Regions from separate parts of the Mus musculus genome. Here region 2 is linked to region 1. A link is a contact called in public HiChIP or PLAC-seq data. All regions are on one chromosome and are shown on one strand. Each heading gives the region's core, a stretch centred on a gene start, on an enhancer-like site or on the middle of the called end of the contact. The rest is flanking DNA. Distances are from core to core; before and after follow the strand shown.

The links. HiChIP or PLAC-seq counts read pairs in DNA pulled down with a chosen protein or histone mark.
Region 2: an H3K27ac HiChIP or PLAC-seq map of heart atrium shows a contact between it and region 1, with 12 read pairs. The contact joins the promoter of Lims1 here to the enhancer-like site in region 1. A contact is called at or near these places in 11 of 39 promoter capture datasets (the 3T3-L1 cell line, the C10 cell line, cranial neural crest and 7 more), 1 of 15 datasets of contacts at CTCF or cohesin (the NIH/3T3 cell line), 25 of 484 Hi-C or Micro-C datasets (B cells, CD4 T cells, CD8 T cells and 16 more), 12 of 115 datasets of contacts at active chromatin or transcription factors (CD8 T cells, the HPC-7 cell line, bone marrow-derived macrophages and 6 more) and 3 of 9 other capture datasets (adipose tissue, liver and pancreatic islet).

What each region holds. Positions count from the first base shown.
Region 1 is chr10:58,340,408-58,346,152 of GRCm38.p6, forward strand. It overlaps a transcript of Lims1 not described here. Among named protein-coding and RNA genes, the nearest start is that of Gm23058, 6.3 kb to the right of the region's middle. Within about 2 kb of position 1,529, at least 107 of the 459 cell types and tissues checked have an H3K27ac peak or open chromatin away from gene starts, as enhancers often do. A contact at or near this core is called in the HPC-7 cell line, adipose tissue, bone marrow-derived macrophages and 5 more, where this site is marked.
Region 2 is chr10:58,391,549-58,397,395 of GRCm38.p6, forward strand. Lims1 (LIM and senescent cell antigen-like domains 1) reads left to right here and starts at 2,825. Exons shown (of 11, transcript NM_001193303.1): 1 at 2,825-3,052. The coding sequence starts at 2,871.

The sequences.
Region 1 (5,745 bases), core at 279-2,778:
AAATGAGGCAGTGGTTACACACGCCTTTAATCCTAGCACTGGAGAGGCAGAGGCAGGCAGATCTCTGTGAGTTTAAGGACAGTATTGTCTATAGAGTGAGTTCCAAGGCAGCCAGAGCTACACCGAAAAACCCTGTCTCAGGGAAAAACACACACACACACACACACACACACACACACACACACACACACACACAATTAACTTTTATTTAACATTCTTTACGTTCAAAAATTTGTTTCTTCATGTTTTAAAACATGCCTTTACCTTCTATCTTCAGCTGACACTTGTATAAGATTAGGTAGACATATCCCTTGATTGTTATGGAATATGGGGTCTTTTTAATTGAAAATCATTTTTTTGTACACTATATTCTGATCACAGTTTACGCTCCCACAACTGTTCCCAGACCTTCCCCACCTCTTCACTTGCCCAACTCCACACCTTTCCCTCTCTTTAGAGGATAAATGAAAATAAATAAAGGAAAAACCACAAGAAACACATATAAAAATATATAAACAAAACCTAACCCCCCCACAAAATCAGAAACGACAACCTTCAACTAAAAGATCAGTAAACCAATTTTTCACTTATTAAATGTACTTCAAAGTCTTTTCATCAGTGCATATAAGTTACAATGTAAAAAAAGGCACAAAGTTTAAGTACACAGGTTGGTGATTATTTTTATGAATTGTGAACACATAGAGCAATGACTTTGCATATTATTGATGTTAAAATACAGCCAGTGTCATATGCTTAGAGCCTCTTGCTTCCAAGTTTGTTTTATTATTTCTATGTATGTGTATATATGGTGTAGGGAGTGTCGAGTATATGTAGGGAATACTTTATCCCTTGAGACAAGGCCTTTCTTGGGGCCTGTGGTTTGCTCATTTGTCTAGACTGACTAACCAGCAAGTCCTGGGGATCCACCTGTACCTCCCCACTGCTGGGATTATAAGCGTAGGCTGTCATGCTGACCTTTTTCTGTGGATGTCAGGGATCAGACTCAGGTCCACTGCTTGTACAGCTGGGTGTTCCTAAGTCATCTCCCCAGCTCCCTATTTACTTAGAAGTCTGAGACAGCCTGGCCTGGAACCTGCTAGTTATACCAGGCTGGCTTTGAACTTGATCCTTGCTGCTTCTAAATGCTGGAATTATGTGTATGGTGGTACATACCACTATATTTACTTTTAAAACTTTGTTAAACTACTGTGAATACTAATTTGAGTGATGTGAGTTTCTAATTTTGTTTGTTCCTTTGAGATGTATTCGTGGAGAACCAGTCTCTGCTAGGCATGAGTAAAGATATTGATATTACGTGTAACATTTACTACTTATAGTAACTTGTACTTGGGGCTAGGTTACTGAGGAATAAGGCAGATCCCTCTGGGAAACTACACAGGAAATAACATCTAGACTGAGCCCTCAGTGTGAGTAGAAATTATCCAAACAGGCCATTTAGGGAGGAAGAGCTGAAGGCAGGAGGCCAAGAGGAACAAGAAAGCAGGATGTGGAGATCAGCACAGCTGCTTTGGTGCTGCCCTGGAGCCTGAGAATCTGGGAGGGGGAGCCGTGGGGGTGCTGAAGCAGGGCAGAGGACAGTGTTACTGCTACTTAAGTTTCCTTGTGACAGATAACAGGACTCTATTGCAAACAACACTAAGGAAGAATTTTGTGGAAAATAGTGGGATGGTTCCCAGAATTGAAGAAAGAGCTGAATTCCAAAACTTTGAAGAAAGCAAACAACCAAGGCAACTCCTGGTCTTTCTGAAGTTCTTGTGGAATTTTTCTACAGGGCCTTAGTTAATTTGGTCTGGCTGCAGAGTCTTGTTTGCCACTTAGATATCCAGGGTTTGAGAAATAGTCTGAGTAAGTTAAATTAGATTCACTGACCAAAATGAGCAGTCATGTAACCAGAAGACGGCATCAGACTCTGTATCTGTGTTGACTAAGTTGCTGTTTGTTGTGTGATCAAGACAGCAAGATTTGTTACCTGACACATTTGAGGCCCAGCCTAGAAGTCAGTGTGTGGAGGCTTAGAAAGCCATAAGTAGGTGGGGTGATGGAGCTTCAGAAGCCAGGAAGCCTGTTTCATTAATCCAAACAAGAGATGATATGCCAACAGTAATGCCTTCTGTAGGGAGGGAAGAAAGCACATCGATTCTGAGACTCTTAAAAGGAATAATAGACTTCACTTTGGAGGTTAGTTAGAAACATTAAGGCACTGAACAGAGTCCCATGTTTCTGGCTTGGGCTAGAACTATTAAGTAAACAGTGCTGTCTTCCACAAAGAGCTCCTTTTTAATTTTTTTTTCCTTTTGGTTTTTCGAGACAGGGTTTCTCTGTGTAGCCCTGGCTGTCCTGGAACTCACTTTGTAGACCAGGCTGGCCTCGAACTCAGAAATCCGCCTGCCTCTGCCTCCCAAGTGCTGGGATTAAAGGTGTGCGCCACCATGTCCGGCTTAAGAGCTACTTTTTAAAAGAGTACTTTCGTTCAGTTTCAAAGTATTGAGTTAGAATACATTTAAGTTAAGAACATTTGGGTTAGAGTTGTTCTGCTATGAAGTATTGCTGGAAGTCAGAGAGCCCTCAGAGCCATTACCAATGGGCTCTTGTCAGGTCCCAAAGAAATTCAGGATAAAAGGCTAACTAAAGTGCCTATTAGCATAACGAAGTGTGCACTGGCCTCCGAGCTCACTTTGTACCTGTGGCTCCTCTCTGCTCTTCCGCACTCCCTCCCCCTACCCTAAACCTCTCTAGCTCAGGGGCTTTATTCCTCCAGTTTCAGATTCTTTAAAAACCTGCCATTTCAGCCGTGTGCTTTCTTGGGTCTCTTTTGGTCCCATCTCTTCTTCCTCTCGTGCTCTTCCCCGATCTCTCCCCTCTCATGGCCCAGTCTATTCTGCTGGTCATGTTCAATCTGCCACTTTCTGTCTTTGCTCTGGATTCTTCAAGTCAATCTAGGATTTAGCTCTGGAAGTACAAGAGGGAGGGGGTACTTAGGGCCAGGGCAAGCAGCAGAGATCCACCACACAGCAGAACTCATGCAAGAGATTTATTGGGGTGGAAAGTAAAAGACCATCTGGTGGAGGGGTTGAGGGTGGATGCAGATAGACAGAGAGAAAGAGACAGTGAGAGAACATGAGAGAGAAAAACTCAAGAAGAGTCAGAGCAAGTCTCTGCCCTTAAAGGAACTCCATGGGAAAACAAAGAACTTCTAAGTGTGGAAATTTTCCACCCATGATTGCAGGAAAGCCCCTGAAACTTCAGTGCTCCTTCAGAAAGAGAATTCTTCTCCGTAAGGCAACGGCCTCCTCACCTGTTTCCTGAGCTTATCTCCTCCATCAGTTATGTCTTCTGCTTTAGAACAAAACAAATTAGGAAGTAGGACCTTCAACACAGACTGGGGATGTCCTTGATTAAAAAGCTAAATTGTAGTTTGAATGTTTTGGCTATGACTAGTAATGAGAAGCTGTTATCTTGTTAAATGAGTTAATTCGGATCCTAACTAAGGGGTTCCTTTAGATATTTTGGTCAGTGCTTTTGCCATTAGGTAGCTTAATAGTCTTAAAAGTCCTCTGGTCTCAGTAGTGGTATTAGACATATGTTCGGGTCACAAAGAAAGAGACCACCACTCCAACTGAAGTGTCATACACTTTACAAGGCAAACTTTACTCTTGATCAAGAGAGTGTGTTGGGAACACCAAGATAGTAAGCAAAGGTTTCATTGGGTGGGAAGGATTTAAATAGTTTCCTAAAATTCTTACAAAGTAGGAGAGATAAAAATATTTTAGTTCTTTGTCTTAAACACAAGTTTTATAGTATTTGATAAAAAAAAAATTCACATTTGCTATTTATTACAGTGGTACCAGAACTGTTTCTTTAAGGAGAAGGCAGAAACTTTTGGGAGCAGTATTTGGACACCATAACCATTAAGTAGGCTAAGGCCAGAGGCACTGAATGTCATGCCTAGGGCTTTTGGAATGGTTAAAAATAAAAAGACAGGAAAGAAAAGGGAAGGGGAATAAAAGGAAGCCATATAATTACCTGAGCAAATTATCTGAGCGTAGACCCTAACAGTAATCATAAAGTACTCTTTTACAGTGTCAGGAAAACTTGCTTCTTCCAAAATACCATGGAATTATAGATCGACTGAATGAGCTCTGTTTGAAACTTTAAGTCTTTACGTTTGTGTGTGTGTGTGTGTGTGTGTGTGTGTGTGTGTGTGTGTGTGTGTTTTGGCATATATGTGCCACAGCATGGAATGGGGTCAGAGACAGTTTGGGACCTTTTATGGGTTTTAAGGATCAGACTCAGGTTGTCATGCTTGTAGGGCAAGTCTTTTACCTGGTGAGCCACCTCCCCCATCCCCCTCTCCTTGTATTTATGGATGATGCCCCTTCAAGAAAGCCCTTTATTATTTTTATACTGGTGATACAACCCAGGGCCTTGTGTATGCTAAGCACACACTTACCATTTGGCCATTATTTTATCCTTATTTTTTTTTCCTTTTTCTTGTTTAGAAAATCAAGTCCTTTAAGATAATGGTTAGGATATATTACTAAGTTTTTTATTTTGTTTTAAATTGAAGAGTAATGAACTTGTTATGGGAAGCCTGCTAGAGAAGACCACTCAGACACAGTCTATAGCCAATTGAAAAATCTTTATTCCAACTGGCTGAGGCTACACTTAGGTATTTGGGACCCAAGTGTAGTGCTGAACATTTAGAGTTGTGTTTTTAAAAGCAAAAATCTTGTTCTGGTATCTCACTCAGCAGTTGCAGCGTGGCAGGTAGTTTAGGGTGGGAGAAGTTTGCACAAGCAAGCAGTTTAACAGAAGCTAGATAAGCAATTAGCTGGGGTGGCAGGGGTTGGGGGGACGTTTGTTTACATAAGCAGACCAATTACCAGAAACTAAGGTAAGTTAGCTGGGCATCTTGACCTCAGGATCCTAAAATAGAGTTGGATAATTTTCCATAGGGCTTCTCATCAAAGGAGATCAAATCCTAATTAAACCTAAAATGGCCTCAGCAAGAATAACAAGATGAAGGAACCTCTGCACTGTCTTGCCCTGTCACAAATTAAATTAACATTTTCTCAGGTGATGTAGGGCAGGACGAGGAAAAGGGTGCACAAGATGCAGGGACAATTAAGATAAAGTTGTTGGGTTCTAAGGATGAGGATCAAAGAGAAGAGTACATCTAACGTAGGGATGAATGTCAGTGGTAGGTGTTTGTTTGCCTAGGAAGTGAAAGACTCTGCTGAGTTCAGGAGAAGCAAGGAAAGGAAGATTAGGTGAGTTACTGAATGTTGTATAGCAGCTGAGTTTTTCTTGGGTGACTTTAAAGCCATATAACTTCCCTCTCTGCTTTGTTTTCCTCTTCAAGGAAAAACAGCAACTTCAGCCTATCTAAGCTTTATTATATTTATTATATACACTAGGCATAGGTTGTAAGGGTCTTTGATTCACAGAAGAATGATAACCCGGGCTAAAATAGTATGTAAATGCAAAGAGTGTTTTATTTTGCATAAGTCCAGCATTCTGGGGTCTCCCACTACCAAGAGAGACCCCCCTGAAATGAACTTGCAGGCCCAGTTTGTAGCACATTAGGGGAATTCCAGGTAGGTGGTCCATTACAGAGGCATGGGGGCTGGCTGGAAACTCCTGACCCATTGTCCTTGTTTCAGGCCAAGTGGTGGGGCAGTTTCTGATTAGCTACCTGAAGCTTGGGTTTTTAGGCCTTATCTC
Region 2 (5,847 bases), core at 1,575-4,074, 52 kb after region 1:
CCTCCCCTTTGCCTCTAAGAGGGTGCTTCTCCACCCACTCACCCACTTCTGCCTCACCGCTCTAGCATCCCCTATGCTGAGGCATCAAGCCTCCAGGACCAAGGGCCTCCCCTCCCACTGATGCCACATAAGGCCATCCTCTGCTACATATGTATCTGGAGCCATGGTTCCCTCCATGTTCACTCTTTGGTTGGTGGTTTAGCCCCTGGGAGCTCTGGATGGTCCAGATAGTTGATATTGTTCTTCCTATAGGGTTGCAATTCCCTTCAGCTCCTTCAGTCCTTCCCCTAGCTCTTCCATTGGGGTCCCCGGGCTCAGTCACATGGTTAGCTGTGAGTATCTGTATCTGTATTGGTCAGGTGCTGGTAGAAACTCTCAGGTAATAGCCATACCAGGCTCCTCTCAGCAAGCATTCTTGATATCAGTAATAGTGGTGGAGTTTGGTGTCTGCAGATGGGATGGATCCCTAGGTGGGGCAGTCTCCGGATGGCCTTTCCTTCAACCCCTGTTCCATTTTTTGTCCCTGTCTTTCCTTTGGAAAGAAATATTTCTGGGTTAACAATTTTGAGATGGGTGGGTGGCCCCATCCCTCAACTGGGGGCCGTGCCTATCTACTGGAGTTGGTCTCCACAGGTTCTATCTTCCCTTTGTTTCTTATTTTGGCTAAAGTCATCCCTCTAGGGTCCTGGGAGTCTCTCATTTCTCTGGCAGCTGGGACTTTCTAGTGGCTACCCACAGTTCCCCACCCCCCACTGCTACATATTTCTATTTGATTTCCTGACCCTCTGTACTTCTCCCCTGCCCCTTCAAATACCTGGCCCTGCCCTACTTTTCCTCTCCCCTCCCAGGTCCCTCTCTCTACCTTCTGTGATTATTTTGTTCCCCCTTCTATATAGGATTGAAGTAACCACACTTTGGTCTTCCTTCTTCTTAAGCTCCATATGGTTTGTGGGTTGTATCGTGGGTATTCTGAGCATTTGAGCTAACATGGTATGTACTCACTGATAAGTGGATATTAGACAGAATCTTACTGTATAATTCAGGCTGGCCTTTATCGTTGTGGAGCCCGTGGTGGGTTTAAATTCTAAATTCGTCTGCCTCAGCCTCTCAAGTGCTTGTATTATTGGCATGCACCCCCACTCCTAGCAGCTCTTTCAAAGTTAAAGTATGATTGGAATATAGCTCAACAGATTCACTCTCAGCATCTCTTAAGTGAAGGATAAATCTACATTTACACAGAAGCCTCTAAACAACTTTCATTGGCAATAGCCTAAAACTATGAAGTACTTAAATCTTCAGTGAGTGAATGGTTTAACTACATATATATTAATACTGCTGAATATTATGCAGCAACATAAGATCAAACTACATATACGTATCTAGCAACCTGGACAGATCTCAGTGACTGTGACTAAACAAAACCAACCTTCGGCCAGCACATATAGTAGGGTTCCACAAATGACACGTTATACAGGTGAAAAACAGATTAGTTAAGGAGTACAGTAAGGAGATTTCTATGGGCAGAGATCATGTCCTGCTTGATTGGTGGCCACAGTAGCTACACACTCAGTGGCAGTAGAACAGCTATGCCACTGCCAGGCTCCCAACTTCGCTGCTCTATTTCCCCTTCTTCAGAGAGGAAACTGAAGGAGTGGCTTATGCTCCGTCAGCACGAGGCTGAAGAATTGTCTGGTTCTGTCCTTCCTGTTTTACTTTGTCCTAATGAAAAGAAACCAAAACCAAGAGAGTATAGATGAATGGAAAGGGTGATATTTGCACAGGGAAGCTGTCTCTAGGGCTTTCCCTCTTCTGGCATCCACCAGTCTGGGGTCCAAGCAGGTCCAGGGCTGCAGTCTTGGAATTCCTCATCATTTTGATATCTCTGGATTCAAAGTAGGGAGGTGTGATCTCAGTTCCTGCTTCTGGTCCCATTTTGTACCTGCCATATACTGGTTTTGAGTTCCTGTTTTATTTCCCAGTGATTCTGTTCAGCCATTTTCTCTCATAGAAGTTACAGCATAGCCCTGTCACTTATTATTCAGCCTCTTTGTGGCCTTGGTTTTCTTACTTGTGAATAGCACCTGTTTCATAGAGGATATGGTGATATGATAGGAGACACTATTCACGGTTACTCAGGTCTCAACTGTTGCTTGTCTCTCAAAGGGCATATGGCTCTTCTGTTATCACTATGACCTGCAGTGCTTAGCGCCGTGCCTGCTCACAGTTCTTTGAGGTGCTTGCTTTGGGTAGGATGGCTTGTTGGACTAGAGAATGGAACCACAGAAGAACCCTGCACCCTGTGTTGCCTCATGCTTCTCTGTTGCTATTATCATCATGACAAACACAATTACAAGACAGTAGTAGTTTAAGCTAAATATAGCAGGAATACCATGAAGAATCCGTGACTCTCCTGTTACAGGATTAGCTGGGATTAAATTGAAGAATTACAGTTAAACTCTAGTCTGGTTTACACTGCTCCATTCATTGAAGCCTTTACTATGCTGTTACTTTTATCAAGAACAAAGATAATAAATGGCTACATAGAGCTTCCCTTCAGGGGCTCACAGGTCCTTTCTGAAGCTTATCAAGCTTTTCAAAAATTTCTGTGTATACCCAAATGGAGACTCACTCAGACACAAATTGTCACTAACACGTGAAATGGTTTTGGGAGCTTCTAGAAGTCATAATAGATCCAGACTGCTGTGCTGCAGAGCTCTTAACATGAAAAGTCAGGAGTGACCCTGGCAGCTGGGTGACGCATGTGGGAACAGTGGGAGTGACCCTGGCTGGGAAACAGGAGGCCTGGATATTGTTTCTCTTCTCTGTATCCTGCTCGGCATCACAGGACTCTGAACTCTCAAGCTTGTACAATGGCCTTCCCAGGACGGGCACGCCCGTGCACTATCCCAGAGAATGAAGAAATCCCCCAAACAGCCCTTAACAGCGTCCTTGAAGCTAATGGGAATGAAGACGAGAGGGCTGTGTCAAACCTGCAGCGCAGGCACAGTGACGTAAAGGTCTACAAGGAATTCTGTGATTTTTATGCGAAATTGTGAGTCTCTTCCCTCCTAAAATACAGGCTTTCAAGTCTCCAGATCTTCAGTTCTGCATTTCCTAGCCATTTAAGCCAGCTAGTGTGTTTTAATTTAGCAGGGCTTTTCCAGGGTGTACGGAGGGCTGGGGGTGGTTCTCAGATTGCCTTGTCTTATAAACTTCCACCAGAGGACATACTAGATGTCAAGGAAAATGCCACCTTCCTGGGAAGAATAGACAGCGCTCATCTTTCTAATAATGGTACATTTTCACTGTGTTATCCATAAGAGAAGTTGGCACTTGTGTTGTCAGGATCTATAGCAGGAAAAATATACTCTGAGAGTTCCCAAATATGAAACTAAAAATTTAATCGATAAACACTTTGTTGGGGATTTATCCCATAATCAATATTTGAGGTGGTTAATAAACTCTCAAGATATTTGATAACAGAATTTTATATATTGTATTTTAAGAGTAGGAAATTTGTTTCACATGTGGAGATAAATGAGATGTAAAAATTGGAAGGTTTGATTGTGGTTTCCTATGTTAGCCGAGTTATGGAGGTGGGTGTGTAACATCAGTCCTGGTTGGCTTTTGTAGACATGTATTCTCTCCGCTCCCATGTTTTCTTTGTCATCAACACTTTTAGTGAAAAAACATTTTCTGGAAAATTAAGCAATTAGGTATAACCAATCTAATGACTTATCTCTTTAAAAATAGCTTCTTCATACATTGTTAAATACTGTCAAGTATAAAAAAAATGTGAACAATACAGGAGAGTCAGGCAAGAGAGAAGCTGAGTATGTAATCCCAACACTTGGGAGGTGTGGAGGGTCAGGAATTTGAGATCAGCCTTGGCTACATGAGACCCAGTCTCAAAGAAAGAAAAAAGAGCACCAACTGCCAGCCAACAAGGTGAGAGGGAGGGGAAGCCTGAGCTCAGTTGGGAGGCACGCGGTCGCTGTTTTCTGTCCCTGCTTTGGTCACTAAGGGGAGTTCATATATATGAATATGTGTGTAAAACATTCATCTACCTACGCACTTGGCCAAGTCTACTTGAGTTTTCAAACATAATTAAGTCTGGAATGTAGCTGTAGTGAATATAAACAGGTCAGTGCTAATAGCATTTTTATCAGCACCATTTTAAAAAAGATTGAAATCCAATACTTCTTGTATGAGAAATATGTATTTATTCGATTAAAAGTGACATATTACATGCTAGTAATACAGAGGAAAAAGTAAACTTTTGCACATTTTTCTTGATGCAGCTCCCTCCTTCCAATCTGCTTCTGCTCTTGGCACAGAGATATGGCTGAGAGGGTACTTCAGAACTTCCAGAGATTCAGTCACCCCAGACCTTGAGAATCATTGAGTTAAGTGGGAGTAAAGCAAGACATTCCAGAATGTTCTTCAGCTTTTCGGGGAGGTCCATTAAGTTTGCTGAGGAGTGATATCATTGGAGAGAATTTAGAATTATAATGGTGCTGTGTCTTTTAGTAGCACCTTCTGCTTTCCAGAGGGGATTATATTTTTTTATTATTTCATCCTCAAAACAGCTTCTGATAATTCCTGAGCGGATGTGGGCTAGCGTCTTTCTCCACTCAGCCACTCTTTCTGTAAGAAAAGAGGGTGCACAGATCCCTTCAGAGTTTTATTAAAGACGTTGCTGTTCGTCTAGATCCTCTCTCCTCACAATAATTCTGAAAAGACAAAGTGGAAGTCTCTATACACAGTGCTTAGGCCAGGTTCGTCAGAAGTAAGGCTGCCTCTTTTCACGTTTTAAAAGTGTTATTTTGGGGCGGGGGCGGAGGGGAGAGTGTCATACACTATGAAGGTCAAAGATAACTTGCTGGAGTCAGTTTTTCTTCTATGTGAATTCCAGGGATCAAACCCACATCTTCAGGCTTGGCAGCAAGCACTGTCACCAGCTTTGCTTTCTCTCGGGCCCAATCTTTTCCCTTCTCTTCAGTGACACTCCTATCTTAATTGAGCTTATGAATTAAAACAGACTTTTGATTGATCTGGAATGGTGAATGTGGGGATTCAGCATAGTGTTACTGTGGCAAGGTTACAACACAGAATTGTCTTGAAACACTTGAGGAAGAAGACAGATGTAGAGCTGTCCTCCATTGGGGTGGACAAAGAATAAGTCTTGCTATGGAAATGCTAACCTTGGAAAGAGCTAAGAGCAAGGCCGCTGGTTAAAGTGTTTGTGAAGTGAGAGGCTCTCCACGCCATCTGTCCCTTGGCAGTGGTGCCGGCAGACTGATGAGATATTTGAAAGGTCAGAAGCTATGCCAGGAGCAGACTGCTTTTGTAGAGGTAGAACTCCACCATAGAATCAGCCTCTGGAAACAAAAAAACAAGCCAAAACAAACAAACAAAAGGCTTGGTCAGTGACTGTTCAGCATATGGAACCTTCTCCATTTCTAGAGCTTTCAGAAACAAAATAGCTATTCATGTGAAATCCTCACCTAAGTCTGCTTCAGCTGCTGCCTGGCTCCTGAAGCGCCAGTGGCTAGAGAAAACAATTATTCGTGATCACATCCTGTGTTTTGAGGTAGAGTGGGATTGCTTGTGAGGGAACTGTCAGAGTCACTCAATGCTAGTTAATGCCTGCTTTTATTTTCCTGGCCTGTAAAACATGATTGTGTCCCTACCATGAACTGCCAAGAGTTTGCCGAAAGGCTGTGATCTGTGATGGAGATGATTCCTTGTAAGCAGAGAGCCTGGATTCTACCCCTGTGTCATTCATTCATGAGTAGCTAGTGCCATGATGTTGAGTTAACTGTTCACCTCTGAACCTGTTTCTCT